Regions from separate parts of the Mus musculus genome. Here region 2 is linked to region 1. A link is a contact called in public HiChIP or PLAC-seq data. All regions are on one chromosome and are shown on one strand. Each heading gives the region's core, a stretch centred on a gene start, on an enhancer-like site or on the middle of the called end of the contact. The rest is flanking DNA. Distances are from core to core; before and after follow the strand shown.

Evidence for each region. HiChIP or PLAC-seq counts read pairs in DNA pulled down with a chosen protein or histone mark.
Region 2: a BATF HiChIP or PLAC-seq map of CD8 T cells shows a contact between it and region 1, with 17 read pairs. The contact joins two enhancer-like sites. A contact is called at or near these places in 13 of 39 promoter capture datasets (the 3T3-L1 cell line, 3T3-L1-derived adipocytes, the HPC-7 cell line and 8 more), 1 of 484 Hi-C or Micro-C datasets (CD8 T cells), 4 of 115 datasets of contacts at active chromatin or transcription factors (CD8 T cells, effector CD8 T cells, embryonic stem cells and 1 more) and 3 of 9 other capture datasets (adipose tissue, liver and pancreatic islet).

Annotation. Positions count from the first base shown.
Region 1 is chr17:84,291,140-84,296,597 of GRCm38.p6, reverse strand. The region is part of intron 29 of Thada (thyroid adenoma associated); the gene reads left to right. Among named protein-coding and RNA genes, the nearest start is that of Gm24492, 6.1 kb to the right of the region's middle. Within about 2 kb of position 3,202, at least 33 of the 459 cell types and tissues checked have an H3K27ac peak or open chromatin away from gene starts, as enhancers often do. A contact at or near this core is called in CD8 T cells and memory CD8 T cells, where this site is marked.
Region 2 is chr17:84,416,933-84,422,390 of GRCm38.p6, reverse strand. All of the region lies in intron 21 of Thada (thyroid adenoma associated), which reads left to right. Among named protein-coding and RNA genes, the nearest start is that of Gm24722, 28 kb to the right of the region's middle. RefSeq lists an enhancer at 1-671. Within about 2 kb of position 2,885, at least 124 of the 459 cell types and tissues checked have an H3K27ac peak or open chromatin away from gene starts, as enhancers often do. A contact at or near this core is called in CD8 T cells and memory CD8 T cells, where this site is marked.

The sequences.
Region 1 (5,458 bases), core at 1,953-4,452:
ATTGTGAAATCTTGGTTTTGGGAGAAAAAAAATAATACCCATTGGGTCCATATTGACATAATAGTTGAAATGGTTGAAAATGTCAATTAATGGAGAAGAGACAGATTTTTTCCACTGAGAATTAATTACCCACTAATGAAGACATCTACCTCTAAGAAGTAAAAATCAATTTCTTTCCCTCCACACCTCAGTACAGGCTGCATTTCCTAACCTCCGCCCTAAGAGTGGGAAGAGGGGACAGGTGGGCAAGCCTGGCAAACATCACCTCTAAGCCATGCTGGCAAGCATGTGCCAGCCTACACCCTTGCCATGACACAACACAAATGGCAACCATCTTTGTAGCCTCCTTCTCAAACCTTAAACCCTAGCTTAGCCACAAAACAATGCACCACCAAAATCCAAAAGAGACAAATTCAAATGGAGAGACTTTCTGACCAGCGGTCTATGTGCAGGCCATTAAAAACAAGTCCTTGGGGCTGGAGAGATGGCTGGAGCACATGGTGGCTCACAACCATCTGCAATGAGATCTGATGCCCACTTCTGGTGTGTCTGAAGACAGCTACAGTATATTCACATGTATAAACTAAATAAATAATTCTTTGAAAAAAAAAAAACCCAAGTCCTTAATACCAAAAAACACCACAATAATAGAGGACAGTGACAGTGGGAAAATTGCGTGGCAGATGTACGGAAATCCTTTGTAATGTCTTCACAACTTTTTAGTAAATCTAAAATTACTCTAACCAAAAAGTTTACCATGAGATTAAATATAAAAATAAGATTAGATCTATGCTATTTATAAAGGACAACTAAAACTGTAATTTAATAAGAGAAATGAAATGAATGTTGTATGTGTGCATGTATTTAAGAATCTAAGGCAGAAGAAAGTTGATGAAGCAATCTCAACATTAGACAAAAATAGCATGAGGCAAAAAGGCATAAAAAGGGATTAAGAAGGAATTACTGGTAAAAGAACAATTCTCCAAACCAGCAGAGAAATCATGAAAATTTCCGACACTAAGAGCATTGCTTTAATTTTCTTAAACGTTAAAGTGTTTAGAATTAAAGAAAAACTAGAAAAATGTGTATTGTTTATCATTTTCAACTCACATTGCTACAAGGCAGAAGAAAAGGGATGTGTAATATTGAAGAATAGTCTTCAAAATAGACAATTCACAAATAATCACATTATGATAACTCAAAACTGGCTTCAATGAATTTCAGAAAAGGGAATGTCACCAGAGATGCTCAGCTTCTATGGAAATGCTTAAACTTGTAAAAACTCAAGTAATACATTAACAAAAAAAAAAAAAAGTCATAACAGAAAGTTCCAAATATTTAGATCTGGACAAGAATGGAAGTACCACAAAGTGATAATGTAAGACGGAGTTCAGATGGCTTTAAAGGGACACATATGGCTATAAATGAGCATATCAAAACTAAAGTGTTAATAAAATATTCACCCAGCTTAAAAATTTAGTTGAAGAAACATAGAATGAACTCAGAAAAAGTTTAAGAGAGATAAAAGTTTAATAAAGAAAAAATATATGCTAACAAAAACAAAGTTAAATACCACATAGAGCTTACCAAGTATTAAAACTGCTGTTTTGGGCTATCAAACAAAGTTAGTGCTCAGTGCTGGGTGTGTGGGAGATTAAAATACAAGGAAATTGCAATTTGCATGAGTTCATTATTTTCTGGGTTGTGCTAGAAGATGGATGAAAGTCAGCAGCAGCAACTGACCCTACATTATACTACACATGTAATGTCAAATAGGGTGTTATCTTTTAATTTAGGCTTAATCTAACATTTCATAGTTTATTTTGTTGCCCAGATGTCTCTGGTTTCAGCCACTGTAAACTCAGGTTTGTTCTTGTCTCTTTAACATACTTCCATACTTTTAGTTTGATTTGTTGCTTTTTCTTTTCTGGCATTACAAGATGTTTTCAGCTCACCTAGGTCTAGAATTAGTAATCTCCCAAGAAGCCCTGATTCCTTTTATTGGCAAATGATATTAGACACCAAAATCACAATAGTGTGTACTCATTGCTACTGAGGTACCACTAATTCTAGATGTGCTCTTTAAACAGAGTTAGGAAACCCACATAAATATATTAACCTATTTATATGCACACATAATTTTTCTATATCAGTCTGCATCTGTGTTAAGCTAGCAGGAGACCATACTGATTTGATTCTGGTGCAGTACTGTATAGCCCATTCTATTTTACTTTCTTATCTGTAGCCTCTCACTTAAGGAGCAAGAAATCTAGGGTTTATTAATTTTAGATAACAGTTAGTTTCAGTATGATGCTTTCATATGTATATATGGAATCAATATAGATGTAGACATAGACCATACTCACCTCTATTACAGACCGAGGTCTTTCTGGCCAACCCTGCAATTCCTACAGTCTGGTCCTTGCACTTAGAGAAACAGGCTTTCTTTCTCACAGTAGAAGTACATAGAGGTAGGCATGCTGTGTATATATCTAGGCTGCTAGAGCCTCTGTCCAAACCTTCTGAGCATTCATAATTGTCAGCATCTGACTTTATTTTCATTTAGCACTTGGGCCTCAATCAGAAAACAGCCAGCAGAATGATAGCTCTTGACTTCAAGAAAGGTTAAATTGTATTGCACATACTTAACACATGGCCTTCAGGAATGGAGCTGAACGTTTAGAATATCAGTCTTTATCACGTGTTGTCTGAGGACAGCCAGTAAACCTGGAGTACCAAATTTAATTTGGAAAGAGATATTAGTTCTGTATGTTTTTCACAGTAAATTCAAAGAGTACTTTGAAAATGACTTGAGCAAACCAGGGGCCATTTTTGAAAAGCAACTGATACTAGTTTTTAGAAAATTGTTAGCTAGGTTGTCTCAGCTACTTGGGAAGGATCTGGAATCAAGACCGTGCATCATACAGAGTACATGTACCCTGACAGTTTAAATGTAGCAAGGCACAGCGAGGTGGGGAAATACAGATGTTTTCTCAGTGGTCTCTCCATACACCAAAGATTTTCTGGTTATGAAAAAGACAGACCCAGAGGAGGGCTGTTGTGTTCCCTACAGGCACAACTTTAACCCTGCTGTAGGTGTTGGCTCTCAGCTACACCAGCGCTGAGCAGCTTCACGGCCGTGTGCTCTAGAGTTGAGTTGTGAACACCGACACAGATCTCACAAGATTCTCTTGCAAGATGATTTGCTTGCTTATGCCTTGTTTTCTTCCTCTTCCTGGAGCCTTTGCTGAGACAGACTCTCAGTCTGCTTCCTTCACTATCACCCCTGTCAGCAGTTCTGTAACAGGATTAAAGGGATACCACAGTTTCCAAAAATAGAGGTTCAAGAGGCTTACTGCCCAGCCCAGGGAAATCAAAATATTCAGTTTTATATTACTTGGGATACAGGTTTTCAGTGACCCACTTTGAAACTTTGTGTGTAGAAATTGAAAATGGTTACAAAATCACTTTTGTATAAACTTCAGTTGGAGTTCATTGGAACTTTATCTGAACAGTTTTTTAGAAAGAATTTCACAAAAAGGTAGATTATCTCTTGTCTTCTAATAACTGGAGGGATAAAGAACAAATCAGGCAGGGACTCTAAGTGTTTTTACCATTTTAAAAGAGGAAATGTCATGTTTTATTGTGACTACTTTGTTCCTACTTGGTTGTAGTTTGAGATTTAGCCCTGGGTGTTTTGTTGTTGTGGTTCTGTTTGTAATGCTCCATCGGCATTGTGAACAGAGAACTGTGAGATGCAAAGAGGATTGAGTCTGAGGGTTGGGTCTGCGTAGTCCTGGACTTGGTATTATCTTCCCCTATTTTCTAGATGTTTGACACAGGCAGGCCATGTAAACTTTGCACAATAGCCTATCCTTTGATATATAAAGGTACCATAATTTGCACTGTTGATATGAAAAGAGATGTTATGGTGTGGGAGAGCTGGTTCAGTGGTTAAGAGCACTGGCTGCTCTTGCAGAGGCCCTGAGTCTGGTTCTAGAACCCATGTCATGCAGCTCATAACTGCCTGTAACTCCAGCCCTTTCCTGATCTCTGTGAGCACCCACTTATACATGGCATACACTCAGACAGACGTGTGTACATACAGAATAAATAAATAAACAAATATTCTAGTTAAAAAGTAGAGCTACTATATATGCAAGTTTCAAATGCAGTGGTGGCTGGCAACTGTCTTTCATAATAATGATGAAGATAATGTGAAGTTTAAAATGCCATTATAAAAAATTATTTGTTACAAAATAAAATTTAAAATAAATACATGGATAAATAAAATCACTACTCAGACAAATATAAAATGAATATGTACAAAGTTGTATTTAATTCATTAGTTAATAAAGGAACCAGAAAACTTTTTATGGTCAGTCCAATGAACACTTGAAAACTCGGGCATCTGCAGGCAATGAAACGTAAATGCTAGGATAGGATTTCTGAATTCGATGTAAAACAATTTAATATTCAACAGATTACAACATTTATTTTGTTTCTCTGGGCAGAAATTATGGCCATCTCTATTTCACAGCAGCCTTCAAGTTTGTAAGTAACTTAATAGTCTAGAACTTTTAATCAGTACTGGCAATAAGATGTTGTGAATGCATTTCTCTACTACAACAAGGCTACAGTCTGTAATGGTCAAGTCAAATCAGGTCCTCATTGTGTTTTGAATAAAGTTTTATTGAAGACTGTGCCTCTTTTTTGTTGGTTGGTTTTTTTTTTTTTTTACATGTTTTCTATAGCTGCTTATACTTGTAAGAAAGACCCAAAATTTGTATTGTATTTATTCTCTGGCCCTTCATAGGAAAACTTTGCTGACTACTGCCCTTAAAGAATCCATGATCTTATACATACTTATTTTGATAGAGTTATCCCATAATGGTTAATGGTTTGTGTGTTATTAGAAATAGTACTGGTTTTACACTTAACTCTAAAGTTTCCGTTGCCTTTATGGGGAATAGCCTTAATTTCCATGTGCTGACCTTGTGCTGTACCCTGCCAAGTTTACTAGATCAGTGTCCCTTTAAAACCTACGTGACTCTATCATGTACAAACGAAAGCACTTGTTTTAGTCAGTCACTTTCAGTGTAATATTGAGTAGGAGTTGTCAGAATGAACAAGCTCGCATTTCCTAATCATAGAGGGAGAGCATTCAGTCTTGAGTAGGAGTTGTCAGAATGAACAAGCTCGCATTTCCTAATCATAGAGGGAGAGCATTCAGTCTTTCCCCAGTGTATAGTTACATGGGCTCCACCTCTCCTCCCTCCAGGTTTTCTGAGACAGGGTTTCTCTGTGTAGCCCTGGCTGTCCTGGAACTCACTCTGTAGACCAGGCTGGCCTCGACTCAGAGATCCGCCTGCCTCTGCCTCCCAAGTGCTGGGATTAAAGGTGTGTACTACCACTGCCTGTTGCTACGTGTTTTTCTTAGATACATTTTATCAGGTCT
Region 2 (5,458 bases), core at 1,636-4,135, 130 kb before region 1:
AGAAAGATAATTCCCCCACCCCCATAGGGTATTAGAACATTCAAGTACAAAACAAATATTGTAGTATGCTAATGTGGATTATCCCTACAGTAACCACATGACTAGCACCATGGAAATAATGCTAATATTTTTATTCTCACACTCTGGCTCATGTCTTACATCTGGCTAACAGCTGGGCCAGTGATGTTGCAAGGCCTTGGAAAAACAGCACAGGGCAAAGGCAAGCAGCACATTGGGGGCAGCGTCTCCTCAGTCTCCTCAGATCAAGCAGGCCTTGCTGTCCCAGCCTTCCTGGGAGCCGTTATTCCAGCTGGCTAAAGTGCCATTGCCTGCTTCTGGCCGAGGAATCCAGATTAGCTATTTCACTAGTGTGAATGCCCCATCTCCTTACGAAGTAAACACAGGCTAACATCCTTTGACTTGTCAACTTCTCTTTTCAAGGACAAATTAAAGGAATGCATTTTGCTTTTGATTATAAATGAGAAAGGCTTGGAAGTTCTCTATGAAAATTATTATGCCTTGACTCCCTCCCCACCACACCCAAAGTTTATATATTATAATGAAATTATGTGGAACAGCTATGTTAAAATTGAGAACTAATATAAAGAAAAAAATTTAGAAGAAACTAAAAATAGCAACTACACAAACTTAGAATCTGAAGAATTCTCCCGTGACTGCGCGTCAGTGAAGAGACTCCTGCCCACTAAGAGAAGCACCACTGTCGGACGAGCTGCCTGGTCTTCCACATGTGACGGGCTTTTACATGATAGCCTCATAGGAAGCGGAGAGAAGACATCACAGGCTTGGGGAAGGGTGGGGTGTAAGTAATTGCTGCGTGCTGACTCAAACTGGTCTCTGTGAAAACCTTTATTCTCAGTTTTGTTGGCTTTTAAACCACTGTCTTAGCTTAGGAACATTTAATCCATGAAATGCTGCCATCCAGAAAGTAATGCCATTTACATTACTATAGGATTTCTGTTTTTCTGAACATAAAATTGCTTCTTTAAAAAATGTTTTTTTTATTTAAATATTTCAGATTTGATTATTTTCTGGGTGTTTGCTTGCATAGAACTATGCATCAGAAGTGTGCGCTGTGTCTGTGGAGGCCAGAAGAGGGCACCAAATCCCCTGGAACTGGAATTCCAGATGGTTGGGAGCCACCATGTAGATCCTGGGGACTGACCCCTGGGTCCTCTTACCAGAGCAGCAAGTGCTCTTGACAGCTCGTCTAGCTCTTCGTCATATTGACTTTTGAGACACTGCCTTGTTATTGAGCCCAGGCTGGCCTTCCAAGTACTCGAACCACAGCAGGTTCTAAATTCTGCTTTTATAAATAAAAAGTGATTGCATATATTTAATACTTTCAAGAATTAGTTTGTATCAGGGTGACTGGCTGTACCTAAGGTAAATCTGCACATTCTTGGTGCCAAGAACATAGTCACTTAGCAAAGCTACCTTTGCTGTACATGCTGACAAAACCCACCAACCTGAGAGGTCACCACTTAGATAGGTGAGTGTGAACCTAGCCGACTTCTCTCTGTAAAGCTAAAACAGCAGCAGTCAGCCTGAGTCTCCTTCTCACCTCCCTCTTACGTTCTGGGGGTCCTGCTTTTGTTCTCAGATCACCCTGCTTTCTGACCTTGGTTAAGGCTGACTACTCAAGGAGCGCACACAGGAGGATGATTATAACCACGGCTGACAGGAGGCAGGAGGACAAGTTGGGGACTTTGTTGCTATATGGAGAGGAGAGCTGGTGCTTATTTTCAATTCTGAGTTTTTAATGCTTGGTTCATTGAAGGCGCTTTGCTGTGATACTCCCCAGCTCCCTTCAGTATGAGGAAATGGATTCATTACCTGGGCTGACAAAGATCCCAAAGCTAATTTCTGCCTCTGTCCTTCCCCTCATGGGTTCGCGTGGCACAGTGCTCCCTTTGTTCTGAGTGACTCACTTAGGTTTTCTTTAAGGTGATTTCCCCTTCCCCTTCCCCACACCAGCTCTCTCAAGGCATGAAAGATAACTTTCTACTGGAGTTTTGACTACCTGATCCTTCCTATAGAGCATTTCTTGTGAGGCAGTGTGCTCTCCCAGCTTCTTCAAGAGGAAATTGTTCCCCTGGTGGCAGGTCTGACTGTCCTGCTCTGTAATCACACAATGAAAGGTTCTTTTATAGTGTCCTGCGCTGGTGGCAGAGATAAAGCTGCTTTGAGGGCTGTAAGCTGAGACCCTTCAAGAGTGAGCAGTGCACACAAGCTTATCTCAGTGTTTCCTGACTCACTGGTGTGTGTCTAGGTTTCGAGCTTGCTGCTCTGCTGACAGACCTGCTGGATATTTTGTTGGCCCTCTTTCCAGTGTGATGCTGATACTGATCTTTAAATGCCTACTGAGGTTTTAAAATAACTTCTGTGTTGAATATCAATTTCTCTGTAGATTCCACCTAGTGTTTCTAAAAACAGGCTTTTGGGTACGTTTTCTTCACACTTGCTTGCGTCACACTCTGTAGTAGTTGTTCCCACAGAAACCCTGTGAGGAAGTATTGCCAGCTGGTAGAACCTTCTGCTTCAGATTCTGGTGATGCGTGGGTGATCGGGGTCCTTGATTGGCTGGGTGCATTTCCTCTGTTGTGTCATTATTTAATTTTTTTGTGATTGATTACAAACGGAATTCACTCATTAGTATTCATAAGTCACAAAGGAATTGCCTGTTTTATTTTGTTTATATTAGATTTTAGAAATTATGAGTATATTGAGCTCTGATGAGTAGAAGTGTTAACTTTTAAACTTCAGGAGAGACCACATCATTTAGTCGCCTGTTTACTGACTGTTTTACTGCATGGGTGTTGTGGGAACACAGAGAAGACTCAGATGTGGTTTTCTGATCACCCAGAGCTGAGTTATGCAGCGAAGCAGTGCCTCACTTGGAGAACCCAGGCCTGAAGGGTAACAGTCAGACGGTCTGTGCTGAGCATTTGCTAGAACAAGGAAAATAGACCTTCTGGTAAGACGGTGTCTGCACACCAGAAAGCCTTTATAATGATATAGAGGAACAAAGCTTAGATTTTGAAGAAATTCTCATTGTTAGTAAGAAATGATTATAATGGAGCAGGATTGCTTTTAAACATAGTCATTTTATTAGGCTTTAAGTCCTGTGGAGCGTCTCATGTAAACAAAATGGAATTAGAGTCTTCCAGCTGGAGACAGTCCCAACATTATAAGAAATGGTTCTGTTTTAAACTCGGAATTTAAATTAAGGCTTACTATTTTATAGTATACTGTCAAACCAAAATTAGACATTTATAGACTGCTAGTTTATCTGATGGTAAGCTATAGATGCCTGGAGACATAGCAAGTAGCTGTTCTCCCCTGTGGACTTGTGACCTGTAAATCTGTAAAACATTGCTAATTTGCTTTAGGGTTTTATAAAAAGTCAGAAGTAGAATATGTTAAATTTAAAGGGCAGTGTCATGTTTAATTTTAAGATTAGAAATCAGTATCTTCTTTTTATTTCACTTTAGCTTTGGTTTCCTTCAGGGTCCCTGAGAGCTGTGTATGCTGGCTTGTGCCTGTAATCCTAGTACTTGGAGGCTGAGGCAGGAGGATCATCAGAGAGTCAAGGCCAGCTTCAGCTATGTAGTGAGTTTCAAGCCAGCCTGAACTGTAAATGAGACCCTGGCTCAATTAAATATAATAATAAAATATCCGGGGAGAATTTTTGTTTTTTTCCTCGAGATAGGGTTTCTCTGTATAGCCCTATCTGTCCTGAAACTCACTTTGTAGACCAGGCTGGGCCTGAACTCAGAAATCCACCTGCCTCTGCCTCCCAAGTGCTGGGATTAAAGGTGTGTGCCACCACCACCCGGGGAGAATTTATTTTTTATGTTAAAGTTTGTTTGTTTGTTTGTTTTTTTAAAAAAACTGGAAAATAACACTTTTTGACCCTTAGAAACTCAGTTTCTAATGAAATGCTTATATTTTCAGATGACCTTTTCATTTTAAAAACGAAATTGAGAAGTTTTGGGTTCAGTGCTTTCTGCCAGGGTTAATCCCTGGGACCCATGTAGTGGAAGGAGAGAGTGGACTCCCACAGTCTGTCCTCTGACCTCCATTGGCACCCCATACACATACATATACACCAATGAATACATTTGGTTTCTGACCATTTCTTACCACTGTTACCTGCTTTCTGATGCTATGTGTCACCTTGTTCTGGTTATCTACTGAGAGGGTGTCAGCAGGTGCTTGTGTTTTGCTAGGGTTGTGGTCTGCTGGAGAAGACCACCCACCAGGCAAACGTGGGACTGCTTTAGTTGTATGATGTGCTGTTTATTTATGCCATTTGAAGGGAGTTAGCATAAAGAAGCAGTGGGAAAGCGATGTCTGCTGAAGGAGAAGATAGTGGGCTTCTGCAGGCCCTCACGGAAACCCTCTGTGAACAGCGTTCGTTTTTATTAAAGTATGCCACAATATCAGTACTCCATTTTAGGGAAAAGGCTATTTTTTTTGTCCTTATTTTCTCTGCTCTGAAATGCCTTCATAATAACCTATTATTTTTGTAATGATAGAAATACTTGACAAAAAAAAGCTTAAGCTGAAGGACATAGCATATTATTCTGAAATAGTTTTTAAAAATTCATCAAGTACTGCTTTGTTGGTCTCTGATTCTGTGTGTATCACTCTTTATAGCAGATACACACTGAGTACACTCTTCATAACAGATACCCTCTCTTTAGAACAGACAGCTCATATTGAACTAAATTAGTTATAGATAATTGGTCTGTTCTGAACTTGGTATTTAACTCATTTAAACTCAATCACCGATGAGGCAAGTGCCCTTAGCATCTAGAGGAAGAAAATGAGACTGCTCATTCTGGTGTGTCTTGATGTATGTAGAACACTAACCCAGTCACTGCTGAGGTGAGCAAGTTTCTGGGTAAGCAGATCTGAGACACTGTAGCGCAGCTTCCCTGTTTTCGTACTGTGAGCTGTGGAGGCACAGTGAACAGATACAGTTTATATAGTCTGGATTTTCTGAAGTCAACAGCCACCAAATCTGTCACCAAGTAACAGAAAGCCCAGTTGGGCTAACTAGCTCAGCAGTTCTTTTAGTTCAGAACAGCAGACACAACTAATTCTTAGTTGTTTTCTTTAAAATTAGTGGGTGTGCTTTGTGTTTCATCTTACCTAGAGCAAGCCGGCGTGTCAGTTGAGAATTGATAGTGGGGCATTCTGGCAGAGAGTCCGTGGCTTGACTTAGAAGGGCCTCAGACTTTCAGGATGCCTTTCACTGAGCTTCACGTGTAGCCTTAGTCTATGGCTAGCATGTGAGGTGAATGGATGTGGCTTCTCAGGTTAGGATGGGAAGCTCTTTGCACAGATAGTGTTAGCAGTTGCTCAGCAGTGTGACTGTGCTTCCTATCATTGAACCATACACTGCAAAATGGTTGAAATAGTAAGTTTCTTA